2 separate regions of the Hordeum vulgare genome follow, and region 2 is linked to region 1. The links are chromatin contacts, called in public Hi-C maps. All regions are on one chromosome and are shown on one strand. Each heading gives the region's core, a stretch centred on a gene start, on an enhancer-like site or on the middle of the called end of the contact. The rest is flanking DNA. Distances are from core to core; before and after follow the strand shown.

What was found. A called contact is a pair of places that touch in the nucleus more often than the background predicts.
Region 2: a contact with region 1 is called in a Hi-C map of leaf, with 6 times the contacts expected there. The contact joins the promoter of LOC123448823 here to the enhancer-like site in region 1. A contact is called at or near these places in 4 of 6 Hi-C or Micro-C datasets (leaf and seedling) and 1 of 1 datasets of contacts at active chromatin or transcription factors (embryo).

Annotation. Positions count from the first base shown.
Region 1 is chr4H:428,371,949-428,378,640 of MorexV3_pseudomolecules_assembly, reverse strand. No RefSeq gene overlaps it. Among protein-coding and RNA genes, the nearest start is that of LOC123447897, 36 kb to the left of the region's middle. Within about 2 kb of position 2,545, at least 2 of the 3 cell types and tissues checked have open chromatin away from gene starts, as enhancers often do. A contact at or near this core is called in leaf, where this site is marked.
Region 2 is chr4H:428,769,673-428,776,583 of MorexV3_pseudomolecules_assembly, reverse strand. LOC123448823 (histone-lysine N-methyltransferase EZ1-like) reads right to left here and starts at 5,493. Exons shown (of 17, transcript XM_045125843.1): 1 at 5,305-5,493; 2 at 5,079-5,186; 3 at 4,674-5,008; 4 at 3,910-4,071; 5 at 3,075-3,159; 6 at 2,821-2,958; 7 at 2,665-2,712; 8 at 2,517-2,588; 9 at 1,271-1,920; 10 at 1,009-1,144; 11 at 129-346. The coding sequence starts at 5,478.

The DNA of each region.
Region 1 (6,692 bases), core at 1,296-3,795:
AGTGGGCTGGATCCTAGGGCACTCGCGGTAGAACAAGTTCCTCCTGTCTCTTTTTCTTTCATGCTTGCAAGTTCAGCAATATAGTTGGTTACAAAAGCATTAGTTGCATGGGGGCTCTGCAAAATTTCTTCGTGGATAGATTTACGACGAGCAGACCAAATAGCCCACAAAGTAACCACAGTTTGGTTAGCCTAGCATGAGGCAAATCCTCAATCGCTGCAAACAACCACTCCTTTGCTCTAGGCTGTGTAGCTGTGTGGATATAATCTGCAATATCTTCATCCTCGAGAGCCCAGACACACCTTGCAACCGAGCATTCTATAAGCGAGTGTCTCCATGCATCTTGCATCCCGCACAGCTGATACTTGTCATTGTCCGACATGTTTCTGTTTTGACGAACATCTTCAGTTGGAATCATCGACTGACTAAGCAGTATATATATATATATACGTATGCGGGGGCCCTTCAGATTTGGGGCCCTCTGCGGCTGGCACCGTCTGCACATGCCCAGGCCCGGGCCTGGTACCTTGTTAAAGTCCCCAAGGCAGTGCCACTAGAGATTACTAGAAGTGTCTCATGTTTTTTAAAGTGTCCCATGTTTGATGTGTGAGAAAGTAAAGGAGATGAAGATGGAGCAGCAGTAGGCGATGGGACCTCCTATGCAGTGGCGTACGCGTCCGTTATCAAGCTGGCGCGTGCAGCGTCGCTGGCATGGGCTGGTCCACGAGTGCACTCGCTCGCGCGAGAAAACGAAACTGAGTCAGTCGCTCGCTTCGCTCGATCACGCTAAGAGCCAATTGTTTTTTCCTTTTTTTCTATTGATCCAGTGGGAAAAAATGTCCCAGTTTTCCTATTTCTTATAAAATGTGAGATCAAAAAAGGTTTCACAGATTTAAGAAAAAAGCTCACCTATTTTAAAAAGGGTCATCGATTTTCTAAAAAAGTTCATCGATTCTAAAAAAAGTTTATCGATTTTTTAAAAAAGATCATCAATTTCTAATAAAGTTCATTGATTCTCAAAAATGTTTGTCCATTCTGGAAAAGGTTCATCGACTTTGAAAAATATTTGATCAATTTTGAAAAAAGTTCATCAAATATGAAAAAACTGCATCACATTTAAAAAAGTTCATTGAATTTGAAAAAAAGTTCATCTACTTGAAAAAAGTTCATCGAATATAAAAAAAATCATCTATTTGCATAAAATTTCACGTATTTGCTAAATAAATTATCCACCCGAAAGAAGAGAAAATAGAAAATGAAAAAGGGGGAAAAGGAAAACATAAAAAGGAAAGAGGAAAAATAAATATTAAAGAGAGAAAAATTGAAATTTGCCATCTCCTGCTCTGTGCCTTGATGGTTATACCAGATTGCCTTGACTCGGAAGCTCGCTGGCTCGATTCTTCAAACAGCTTGTTTTTATGCAGACTAAGAACACAGGAAAGACCACGTTAGATGGGTTGGTCCATTTAAAAACACTTCAGTTAACAAAATACACGTTGAGAGATGTTTTTCTGCTTTTGTGAAACTTGTGGAAGCTTCCAACGGAAAGGAGGTTTTTCCTGTTTTTCTTTGGTTTTTCTCTTTTTTATTTTATTGTTTCTTTTCTTTCCTCTTTTTATTACTACTTCATTTCCATTTTATTTTTATATAATTTTTCATTTTTTGAAAAAGCGCAGCCTTCTTTTTATGAACTTTTTTTCAAAAGGACAAAAAAAATTCCAAATCAATGAACCTTTTTCAAATTTTTACGAAGGCTTTATTAAAATTCTATTAATTTTTTAAAATATCTATGAACTTTTTTTTAGATTTGATGAATTTTCTTGAAATTTGCTGAATTGTTTTTTGAAATGGATGAACTGTTTTCAAAATTGACGAACTTATTTGAGATTTGTGAACTTTTTTCCAATTCAACAAACTTTTTTAAAACATACAAGATTTATTTTGATTTGTTAAGAATTGATTTCAAATTTAGTGAACTTTTGAAAAAAAATTGAAATTTCTTTTTAAATTCAATGAACCTTTTTTCAAATTTTATGAACATTTTTCAAACTTACGACTTTTTTCCAAATTTGATGAACTTTTGAAAATTCAATGACTTTTTGTCAATTTTGGTGACTATTTTGAAAATTTGAAAAACTTTTTTTTTTTACTTTTGTCAAAATTAATGAACATTTTTTCATATTTTCATAGTTTTTTTTAAAGATTGGACGAATTTTTCATATTTTTGTGAACTAATTTCAAATTCTAGATGTTGTTTGTAGATGATGAACATTTTTTACTATAATGATTTTGAAATAATAATTCGGAAGGAAATGGTTGACCAATTGGTCAACCACTCAACCGCGACTATTTTATCTTTTAGAAATTCAGCGATTGGTGTATGGGATCGAGCGGCCACCTTCTTATTGAGCCGATCCAGCATGGGGCGCTGCAAGCGCCAAGAGCGGGAACGAACGCTTGCAGCACGGTATAGAAGCACCCGTTAACTAGCGCCAGCAACACGAAATAGGAAGTGTCGTGGGCGATAGGGTTTGCGTTCGGGAGCACCTATGCAGCGCTGCACGAGCATGTTAACGATCCGACGCGTACAGCACTGCTAGCATGGGCCGACCCATTAGAGTGCTGCCCTGTTTTTGTTATTTTGATTTTTGTTCGTTACAAAAATAAAAATATGAAATCAAAAAAGGTTTACAGATTTAAAGTAAAAAGCTTCATGCAATTGAAGAAAAGTTCATATCTTTAAAAAAGGTTCATAAAGTTAAAAAAGAGTTCATCACTTTGAAAGAAATATGAAAATGAAAAAAATAGTTTATCCAATATTGGAAAATTTCATTAAATTATAAAAATTTAATAAATATGTAAAAATTTCAATAAAATTAAACAAAGTTAATGTATTTAAAAAAAGATCATAAATATTTAAAAAAATCATCCTTTTTCAAAAGGATGTTAATCAAAATTCAAAAAAGTTCATCCATATTCATAAAGTTCATTAATCTTAAAAACTATTCGCTGAAATTTTAAAAATGTTCATCAATATTCAAAAAAATTCATATAATTTTCAAAACAAAACATCAAACAGTGCCTAGATGGGCCGGGCCATTTAAGAAAGCCACAGGCGCGAGTTAACCAAAATGCATGTTAACTAGTGCATGTGGCACCAAATAGGAAATGCCTTTGCGTTCGAGCTGGAAACCGTCGTGCATGCGCAGCAGGACGGCCTAGAAAGAATTGAAACGACCGTCAAATGTTGCTATGGAACGTAGCGGCTGGTCGTCCTAGAACAGCAATGCTAAACGGGAACTCCTCCCTGTTGCTCGCTGCGACAGGGGGTCACCCCCACGCTGTCACACCCAAGATGCGACCCTATCCTTAATTTGGCACGAGGGCCTCGTCAAGGATAGAAGCGCATCTCGTCGTGTCGCAAGAATGGATATCGTTACAAGTACATGTACTGAAAAGAAGAGATATATAAAGAGTTGGCTTACACTCGCCACAAGCTACATCAGAGTCACATCAGTACATTACATAATCATCAAGAGTGAGAGCAGGGTCCGACTACGGACGAAAACAAACGACGAAAGAAGAACGACGTCCATCCTTGCTATCCCAGGCTGCCGGCCTGGAACCCATCCTAGATCGATGAAGAAGAAGAAGAAGAAGAAGAAGAAGAAGAAGCAGCTCCAAATGAACAATCAACGCGCTCGCGTCAAGTAACCTTTACATGTACCTGCAACTGGTGTTGTAGTAATCTGTGAGCCACAGGGGACTCAGCAATCTCATTTCCAAAGGTATCAAGACTAGCAAAGCTTAATGGGTGAGGCATGGTTAAGTGGTGAGGTTGCAGCAGCGGCTAAGCGTATATTTGGTGGCTAACTTACGAGTACAAGAAATAAGAGGGGGAAGATCTACGCATAACGGACGTGAACTACTCATGATCAAATGAATGATCCTGAACACCTACCTACGTCAGACATAACCCCACCGTGTCCTCGATCGGAGAAGAAACTCACGAAAGAGACAGTCACGGTTACGCACACAGTTGGCATATTTTAATTAGATTAACTTTAAGTTATCTAGAACCAGTGTTAAACAAAACTTCCACGTTGCCACATAACCGCAGGCACGGCTTTCCGAAAGATTTAACCCTGCAGGGGTGCTCCAACTAGTCCATCACAAATTACCACAAGCCGCATAGAAATCCTCAATCACGAAGCTCGCGATCTCGTCGGATTCCCTAGTGGAAAACCTCAACTCTGAGATTACCCAAAGCATCACCGGAATCCCGATGCACAAGATATCTCGTCAAAGGTAAAACTAATCCAGCAAGGCCGCCCGACGTGTCGACGATCCCGATAGGAGTCGCGTACCTCGTTCTCAGGACACGGCGGATGAGCTAGACGTCGGGATCGCTAAACCTCCGGGTGACCAGAGGGGCGCCGGACATCACTCAGGTGGGGCCAACACTCATGAGGAGCACTGGCCCGGGGGTTGATTAAAATAGTCCGCGGGTGTCGGCGGGTCCCTATGCATTATTATTAGGTTATTAGGCAAATGTAGTACCAAAGTTGGGCCTTGCCAGACCAGCTTTAATCTAAAACGAATTATCAAGGGGGTCCCCATAACAACCCCGATCGTGTTAGGAGCGCTCAATTATGGAACATAACACCGGTAGCCGAAAACTAAGGGGGCAAAGGTGGAACAAAACACCAGGCTAGAAAGGCCGAGCCTTCCACCTTTTACCAGGTATATAGGTGCATTAAATTAAATAGCATTTAAATATGGTGATATGACAAGGAACCCATGTTTCACATGGAAGCAACTGCACCTGCAACTAGTAACGCTAACACAGGGTTAAGCAAGCGGTAACATAGCCAATCAGTGGTTTGCTAGGTCGAACAGGTTGAAGGTAATCATAGCATTGTTGAGAGGCTGATATTTAACATGTGGTAGGCAACGAGACATAAACGATAGAAGCGATAAACTAGCATGGCAATGATAGTAATGGTATTTGGGGAAATGATCATCTTGCCTGAGATCCCGCTTGGAAGAAGAATGTCTCCGTGAAGCAGACGAACCGACGTAGTCGAACGGGTCCTCACATCCGACACGCTTGCGGAACTCTATCGAGACAGGGAAACCGGAAACAAGCATCAACACACGATATTCACCACACGATGCACAACACATATGATGCATGAGCTACTGAATACATGCAAGTCACGGCATGACAAATCACACAATCACACCTACACATTAAGTGAAGTTCAATATGCACGAGTTGCATATTGATGAAACTCCACGTTAATTATTTAGTTCACTCCCGGTTATCTACACGGCAATATTAATGTTGTCAAGCATGCAAGAGGTGAAGCGGAAATTAAACTACCTATCTAGGCATTTTAAGTGAGGTCGGAAATGACATATAGCACCTCCGAAACGACCTCACATGTTAATTTCCAATTTTGTCCAGATCTGAACTAATGCATTTAATTGGTTGTTAAACAGCAAAACAAATAGGTTCACGTGATTCTACGCGTCAAGGCAAGCAATCTACACATAAAGCACATCTCCAACGGAGCTACGGATCAAAAGTTACAAGCATCGCAAGATATGATGGCATGAATGCAATATGTGTGCAACGACGGTCACTTGCACTTCAAAACATACAAACAGAAATAGAAAATGAAACTACACAAGATCCTAAGCAAGTTTCATGTAGAACACGATCAAATCGGAGCTACGGTTCAAAAACTACGAGCAAAACAAGAAATGACTACAATCTACCAAAATCAGCCACATAGCAATTTCTACGCCTCACAACTTCGGCTACCTAACTCCGAGATGCTCAAGCAAGGCATGGCACGGAAGAGGGCAAGAAGCACCACTACAAACAACTAACAACAACTAGCATGGCAGCAAGGAGCACTAGGAAAAGAAGACACAAAATGGCATCTCACGCACTATTTCAGACTTAGTGAAAATAACACCTCACGAAAGTGCAGTTTTCAGCCTGAAGCAATATTGACAGCAGCAAAACCTATAGCTACAGGAGTCCAAATGACATGAAACTTCACAGCATGCTAGAGAAACACAAGGGGTACAACTAACTCCATTGGACCAACCTCAAAAGAGCTACAGATCACAAGCTAGAAGCAAAACAAAACAGCAACAAAATAATAACAGATTCCAGACTTAGAAATATTTCAGCTCCTCTAAAACAACACTATTTCTAGCAACTTGAGGGCAAGCAAACGACACCTAAACATGCATTTCTATTGCAACCAAAAATACCAGGGGCTGAACAAAACATCCAAGATCAACTCTCTAGTTGACAACTCCGTCAAACTACGCACGGAATAAATCCTACGAATTAAACAAAATGGCAACTTAGCGAAATATCTCGCGAACTAACTTACTCGAAAGCTAAATCTAATTGCACAGAAAAATCCATGGGATTTTTCTACCCCGGAAACATATAAAATATGTGGGGTTTGCAACACAAAATAATGCCACACATTAATGCGAGATAAACATCTATACGCGGGAAAATATATTACCGGCAAATCCTACACGCAAAAATACGAGTGACCGCTCTAAAATACATGGAAGAATGGTCCCTAAAACATGGGCATTTCTAATATGGCATCCGGGCAATACGGTCTGGCGCAAAAAAAAAATACGGCGTCTATACT
Region 2 (6,911 bases), core at 4,244-6,743, 390 kb before region 1:
TTTTAGAATCAAATGTTTTTTTTCAGAATACATAGATCTCTGTCTTTTCAAGGAAATATTGTGGATGCGTCAAATGTCTTAAGAGATAAGGTGGTAACAGATTTTTGCTCGATATAATGGGAACATACCCACAGTATTTCTCACAGCATGTCCCATTTTCCGCACAGGGGCAGTTTTTGTTGCACATTTCCTGGCACCCACACGGTGTATACTGTCTGTCACATTGCTTCCCATCACCAACTTTTTTCCTAATGGCTGGATGCCCTGCAGCCTTCGAAGGATATTTGTGCTTTCGAGTTCTGCCCCTCCGACGACAGACTCTTGTTCTCACAACCACGCCTTGCTCCTAAAAATCCATGGAAAAAACATTACGATGCTGGCGTAACAATACCAGTGGAAAATAAAGTTCTGCATGTTTTGACTTTTATATGTGCAGTAATACTGATCCTAGTTGCTTCATTTGTGAAGGCTGGGCTGGTTAATGATGGTAACTTGTAATAGGTGTGATTCCTAATGGAAGGCTGAGACATGCACTCTCCCATGGCTTTCTGTCACTGAGTTAGCGATTTTATTGCATCTCTCCCTTTTTGCTCAATAATATTGCGAATGTTGCACCTCGAAATGAAAACAGAAAACTCACAGGAGCAGTAGAGTATGTCCTTAATTCATGGGGAAATGACCTATTTGTAACACCAAACCACTCACACTTTGAAAATCTACCATATTATGAACTCTGGCTAAACAGCAGTTTTAAAAAACATGTCTAAGATATTTCACTTGTGTGCTGAAAGAACACCTAACTTCATAAGAAGAAACAGAACCTCAAAATTAAGAGCCTCATGTCATGCAATAAATGCTAACTGAAGTACGTAATTCTCTCTGCAGCAGCAGTGACTGCATTGAGAATAATATGACTGCCAGCAGTTAGTTTGTTTTGACATTCCTGATCTGAGTACATACGAAATAGTGAAATAGAGCAGGAGACTAACAATGTGATTCAATACATACCATGTAGTCTTGTTCAGTTTCTGTGAAGTCGCCTGAAATGGATTTATTCATGTTTGCTGCACCATTGCTGTACATGTAGCTAGCCACTTCCATGCAGGTTTTCAGGCCAGATAATAGGTTTCTAACTATTAAACAGCTGTGGAAATTTACACCAGTGTTAAGATTTGTCAGAAGTGTCCGTTAAATTAATCAGGGAAGTCTGTTTCCACAGAACCTAAGGGGAGATAACACTTGAAATTGCACCTTATATAAGTAAAATTACCTATTTCTCCCAAATATCTCTATTCCCTTCAGATATAAATCCCTCTCTAGGGTACTCCAATGAGAAAGAGTGTGCTCTCTGCTGGAACTGAACAAATTATTTGCTGAAGATTCTTTATTAATGTTTCTTGCTGCATCCTCAGTAGTACTAGTTGGGCTTCCACCACAACTATCTTTATTAGAAGTTTTCTTATTGGGGTCATCTAGTTGATTGCCTCCAAATTCTAGGAAATCGGGTCTTGTGTCACCAACCTCCGAAGTAGAATGCTTATTCAATATATGGCTTGCAAAAGGAATATCTGAAGTAAGCATCCTTGGCTTTTTATAAGGGAAATCATCACTAGACCTGGGTCCTTTTGAAACCTTGCGCTTCCCTAAACTTCTTAGAAGCATATCAGTGGATACATTTTCAGTTTCAGAGGCATCCCCAGAAGGCAGCGTCATATGTTTTTCAGCACTTTCAAAATATATTTTTGATCTGCTGGTTCCAACAGATATACTTGATTTAATGATTTCTTCCTCGCGGTTTGAATCTTCTGATTCAGACACCATATCAGTACCAACTTTGTGTAAGATGGATCTTGAATCCATATTTTGTGTTGCAAAAGAAGCATAATCATGTTTGCGTATGTCTTGAAATCCTTCTCTTTTCTGTGGACAAACTAATATCACAATTAGCCTCGAAGCACAGTAAACATGCTCAACTGAAAGGACAGACCTATAAAGTTATTGGTAGCAACTAAAAGACCAAATATAGTATAAAGAGTAATTGAAGATTGCCTAAAAGTAACATCAGTGAAATTCACTGGCGTTGGTGTCCACAAGTCGCGTTTCTCATTTCGCTTTTTGAAGGAAGTGCTTGATTCAGTACTAAAAAAACTGAAGAACATTCAAAGATGTAGGACATATTATTAATATGCACGCCTACAAAATTCCAAAGCAAAGTCCAAACGTTCTGTGAAGTACGAAAAAGAGAAGTTCGCTGCATTCACTGATCAAGTGTTCATATGTAATACAACTATCACTTGTCTTTTTGGTTCTCAGTAACACAGTCAAATTTAAAATCAAAATTTTGCAGATGTGCATAACAGAGTGAATCATAAAAATTAAGTTCTTTAGTATCTTTGGATCAGTGGATCATGCCATTCATAGATTTGCTACAGTGGCTTGTACGATTTAACTGAAAATCTAAAGAAAAATAAGTTAATGCCAATGAATATAATTGTAAAATCTGAGGTGAAGCATACTCGAAGGTAGCATTGGTCACCACATGGACTCTTGTATCCATCAAGCTCAAACCCACAGGGTTGCTTCTCACTCTGACAAGAATAAGAGTTAATGCTTAGCAGCGCAGAACGGTAATTTTATTAGAACATGAAATGACTTGCTACTTACTGGGAATACTAAGTTTTGAGAACAGCCATGGAGACGGCAATCAAAAACCTGAATGAACATATATCATCAAATAAATCACACCCTGATGAACGTAATTGCAAAATCCGACATTAAAAACAAGACAAGAAGTGATAGATTCCCAGAAGTAGAATGTACCAAACATCTACGGCAGAAGAGATTATCAAAAGAATCCAAAACCACATCCACAGTCTTGTCAAGAGAAAGTTGGCTCTCTGTCTTATCAGAAAATTCAGAGTGCTTCTCATTTTTCTCAAACAGAAATTCAGATCTACCCTGTTTTAGTGAAATCAATAGAAGCGGTTGTAAGTCAAAAGACGTGTGCTTTCCATGGTGACATCACTGAATGAAGATCTCACTAAAAGAAATTTGTGTTTTTCCTGGCACGTCACCTCGATTTCTAAAGGAGATGCATCAATAAACTGACAGATAACATTAAAATTCTCTTGGCTTAACCCATGTTCCTGAGTAGCTTTCCTGCAGCAGATTGTCAGAATCAGACAAGTATTTATACTTTTTTTTGCAACTTTGATTTTAAAGAGATGTGGATGGCATTGCCATGATATCATATGATAGGAACAATGTTGCAAAGTAGTCATTATTCTTGCAGGATAATAATGATTAAGTTAACCGGATCTAACTAAGGAGTTCTAATTCTTGTTCTTTTTTTTTTTGAGAAAACGCAAAACTTTTGCGTCTTTAAAAAGGTATATTCTTATTCAAATATGTACAAGCAATTTAATCACATTGCTTGACTAAATGAGCACTTTTGTCACAAGTCATTATGGCCTCGAGAAGTGTACCCATGTACGGACAACTTGTCTCTATTTAACTAATAATGTCAGCTAAATAGCAGTCGATTAAATATTTAGTCTTGGTTACACAAATGTTCGCAAAGTATAATATAAGTAGATTCATATTAAAACATTCAACGAAAAAATGCGGAAGTCGTAAACTAAATAACACAAATATTGAAAAAGCTTGTGGTTTCTTTCAAAAAGGAACCTGTCGGTTTTCAGTAGCACAGGTTGTGAAGAGACCAACATTGCATCTCCAATACCATGGATAAGTGAGAAGATGGCAAAATTGACGATAACACAAAGTATTAAAGAATAGTCTACTACTAAGTCCTTCTAGAATATGTGCTAGCCAACAAGCATTTTCAAGTTTAACATCAATAAGCATAAAAAAAGCATCTCGATTGGCCAATATAGATTCTATTATTACCATATTAGCTGATCTTCTCCTTCAGTGAAAACATGCTTCTCTTCCTCAGGTTGTGGAATTTCTTCATCACTTTCACTGCAGATTAGAGCCTCGTTGCCAGCTGAATCATAGTAAATTCTCCTTCTACCAGCAATTGATTGATCATCGGCCATTCTTTGGTTTCTGCGCTGTGTTGTTTCAGAAAGAATAAATATCAAAGACAAAAGAAATGCAAGAATTGTCCTTACACCGACGTATGAGCCATTTAACAAAATCAAACTACTCAGAATGAATCCAGCTAATAAACTTTTGCTAAGTAGCACGACACATCAATCATGTCAATAGTCATATTTTTCGGAATGATCACTTACGGATTTGCATATGTTCTTAAACTACGGAAGTCAAATTTCCCCACTTAATCCCAGAGCAATATCAGTAATAACGCTATCTGAAGTGTCATGCTCGAGTAAGTAAATATATGATTTGTCAAATTCTTATGCAGCTCCCGAAGCTAAAACGAAAATTTTCTAGTTATGGCTTGCATGACTAAGTTGTTCGTCTGTCTGAACCATGCACAATCAAGTATCCTCCGATATATATCTCAAGTTAATCAACTCTATCATGAGTTCATGACTAAGTTGTTCATCTAAATGCATGCACATTGAAGTATCCTCTCATATATCTCAAGTGAACTCTATATGGCATATGAGCTACTGTAGAACTGAAGAATAACCTATAATGGTATTAAGTCATCAAACTGGTCAAATAGAGTAGCAACACTATACTTGTCCAGGAAGATCCACGTGGTGTAGGGAGGAATCTTATCAACCGATGGCAGCTTCACAAGCTGCAAAACGATGGTCTGTGCGCCGTTGCCGGAGCTTGAGAGCACGAGCGTCCCGTCGGCGGACAGGTTCTCCTCCTGCACGTGCACAACCTCCCTCTCCCCCGACCCTCTCGCTAGGTTCCACCCAACGATCCTGGACTGGCCGTCCGCGGCGAGCTGCGACAGCACGTTGCTGCTCTCAGAGCCCCTCGACGCCGCCTCCGCCTTGGCGGCCACATCGAACAGGCCGCAGGTGTGCTTCTGCAGCGCCCTCCTGTTTGCCTCCAGCTTCTCCTGCCAAAACAGGAGGATCAGATTGAGTGACCCGAAACTCGCAATTCCGTAGATGCGGCCGGTGCTTTACCCTGATGGAGGCGAGGCGGGCCTGCTGGATTTGGCGCTTCATCTGCGTCAGCTTCCCGTGGAGCGCCATGAGCGCGGAGGTGCCCACGCCGAGCCCCTGATCCGGCCGCTGCGGAGCACGAGAAAAAAACAAGGGGACGGAAAAGGATCGAAACCGATCAGATTCGGGAGGGAGATCGAGGTGGGGAACCGGGCGGCTAGGGGAATCGAAGGACGGCGAAGGATACCTTGGGGCCGTCCCGGTGGGAGGAGGAGTCGGAGGCCATGGCGATGGCGCGAGCCGCCGCAGGCCGACCACCTCCTGCTCCGCGACGCGAGGAGGCCTGACTTCTCTGTCCTCTGTCGACGCGACGGCTCTGCGCTTCTGCACTACCAGTAGTACTAGTTGGCAGTAGCAGCATAGGCAGGGTATAGGATCCTCTTTGCGGAGGGTACCGGATGTCTGACAGGTGGTGGGCCTGGTGTCAGTGGGGGCCTCTCGCTGCACGGGCTTCTGGGTGGGCTCACGTCAAGTGGCTCAGTGATGGCGGCTGATCCAGGCGTTTCGTACGTCGGATTACGGATTACGTGTACGTGTACGTGCCGTCTCGCTCTCGACGGATTTCCCCCGGCAGGCGGGAGTTTCTATCAATCTGCGACCATCGTGAGGGTGTGCAGGATCTGAATCAGCTGGGCAGGTGAGGAGGAAGATCGATCTAGGGAGATCCTCTGACGTAAAGGATACTACTTCTTCTGTACCTAATCGAGATCCTCTGACGTAAATGATATTACTTCGTCTACACCTAAATAATTCTAGTTAGGGAGTCCCCAACTATACAATTACTCCCTCCGTTATAAGATTTGGTCAAAATCAAACAACATAAAAATTTAACCAAATTAATATCAAAAATTATGAATATCTATTACATTAAAATTATATAGTATGAAAATACATCTCGTGGTGCATCCGATAATATTGATTTCATGTTGTGAATGTTGATATTTTTTAATATAAAGTTAGTCAAATTTTACAAAGCTTGACTTTGACCAAACCTATATGCAGACAAAAAAAACGGAGAGAGTATTTAAGAACGGAGGGAATAATGCATAGGAACGTCAATACATGCAGGCCGTTTGTTATGAATCCAATGGTAGCAAGTGAAAACCGTAGAAACACATCGGAGTCACGCCGACATGCCCAGCTTGTGCGCTCGTGCTCGGCTACACCACAACGTCGAGGCCGCTCTCAAGTGTGAACTACCTCGCCGAGAGGGCATGCTTTTCCTTCTTCGCAATCTGCACCGTGTTGGCCCCTGCCCAAGCTGTCGCCCGAGCGTGACCACCGTCCACCCACTTCCCTACGGCTGATGTTCTTCCTTCGCCGAACGCCGTCACCACTGTCGCGGCCGTCCAGCGTACAAGTCAGGTCCTTAGTCCTCACTCCAACGCTTCGGGCTTTGCATGTGTGTCGTGCGTCCATGAGCATGTGTGCGGTGTGCCGGCGAGCTGACGAATTTTTGTCTAAAAGGACCCCTTGCCGAGTGCATTTGTCGGAAAGGACCAGCTGTGGACGAAAGTGGCAGAAAAGACCCCCACCCACCGTGGCGGCAGGCGCACCAGGCGACGCGTGTCACCTGCCGCCACGGCCCGAGGCGGCTGGGGCCTGCCACCATGGCGCGAGGCGGCCGGCTGGGATTTCCGTTCCAGCGGTTCTGCGACGGAACGGCTAGGCAGTGGTGGGACATGCCGCCACGAGAGGAGGCGGCCAGGCGGGCCCTGCCGCCTCGGCAGCCGGCGGCCTGTTCTGTGCATGACGGCGCTAATTCCCACCTGCTGACAGCGCTGATTCCCACGC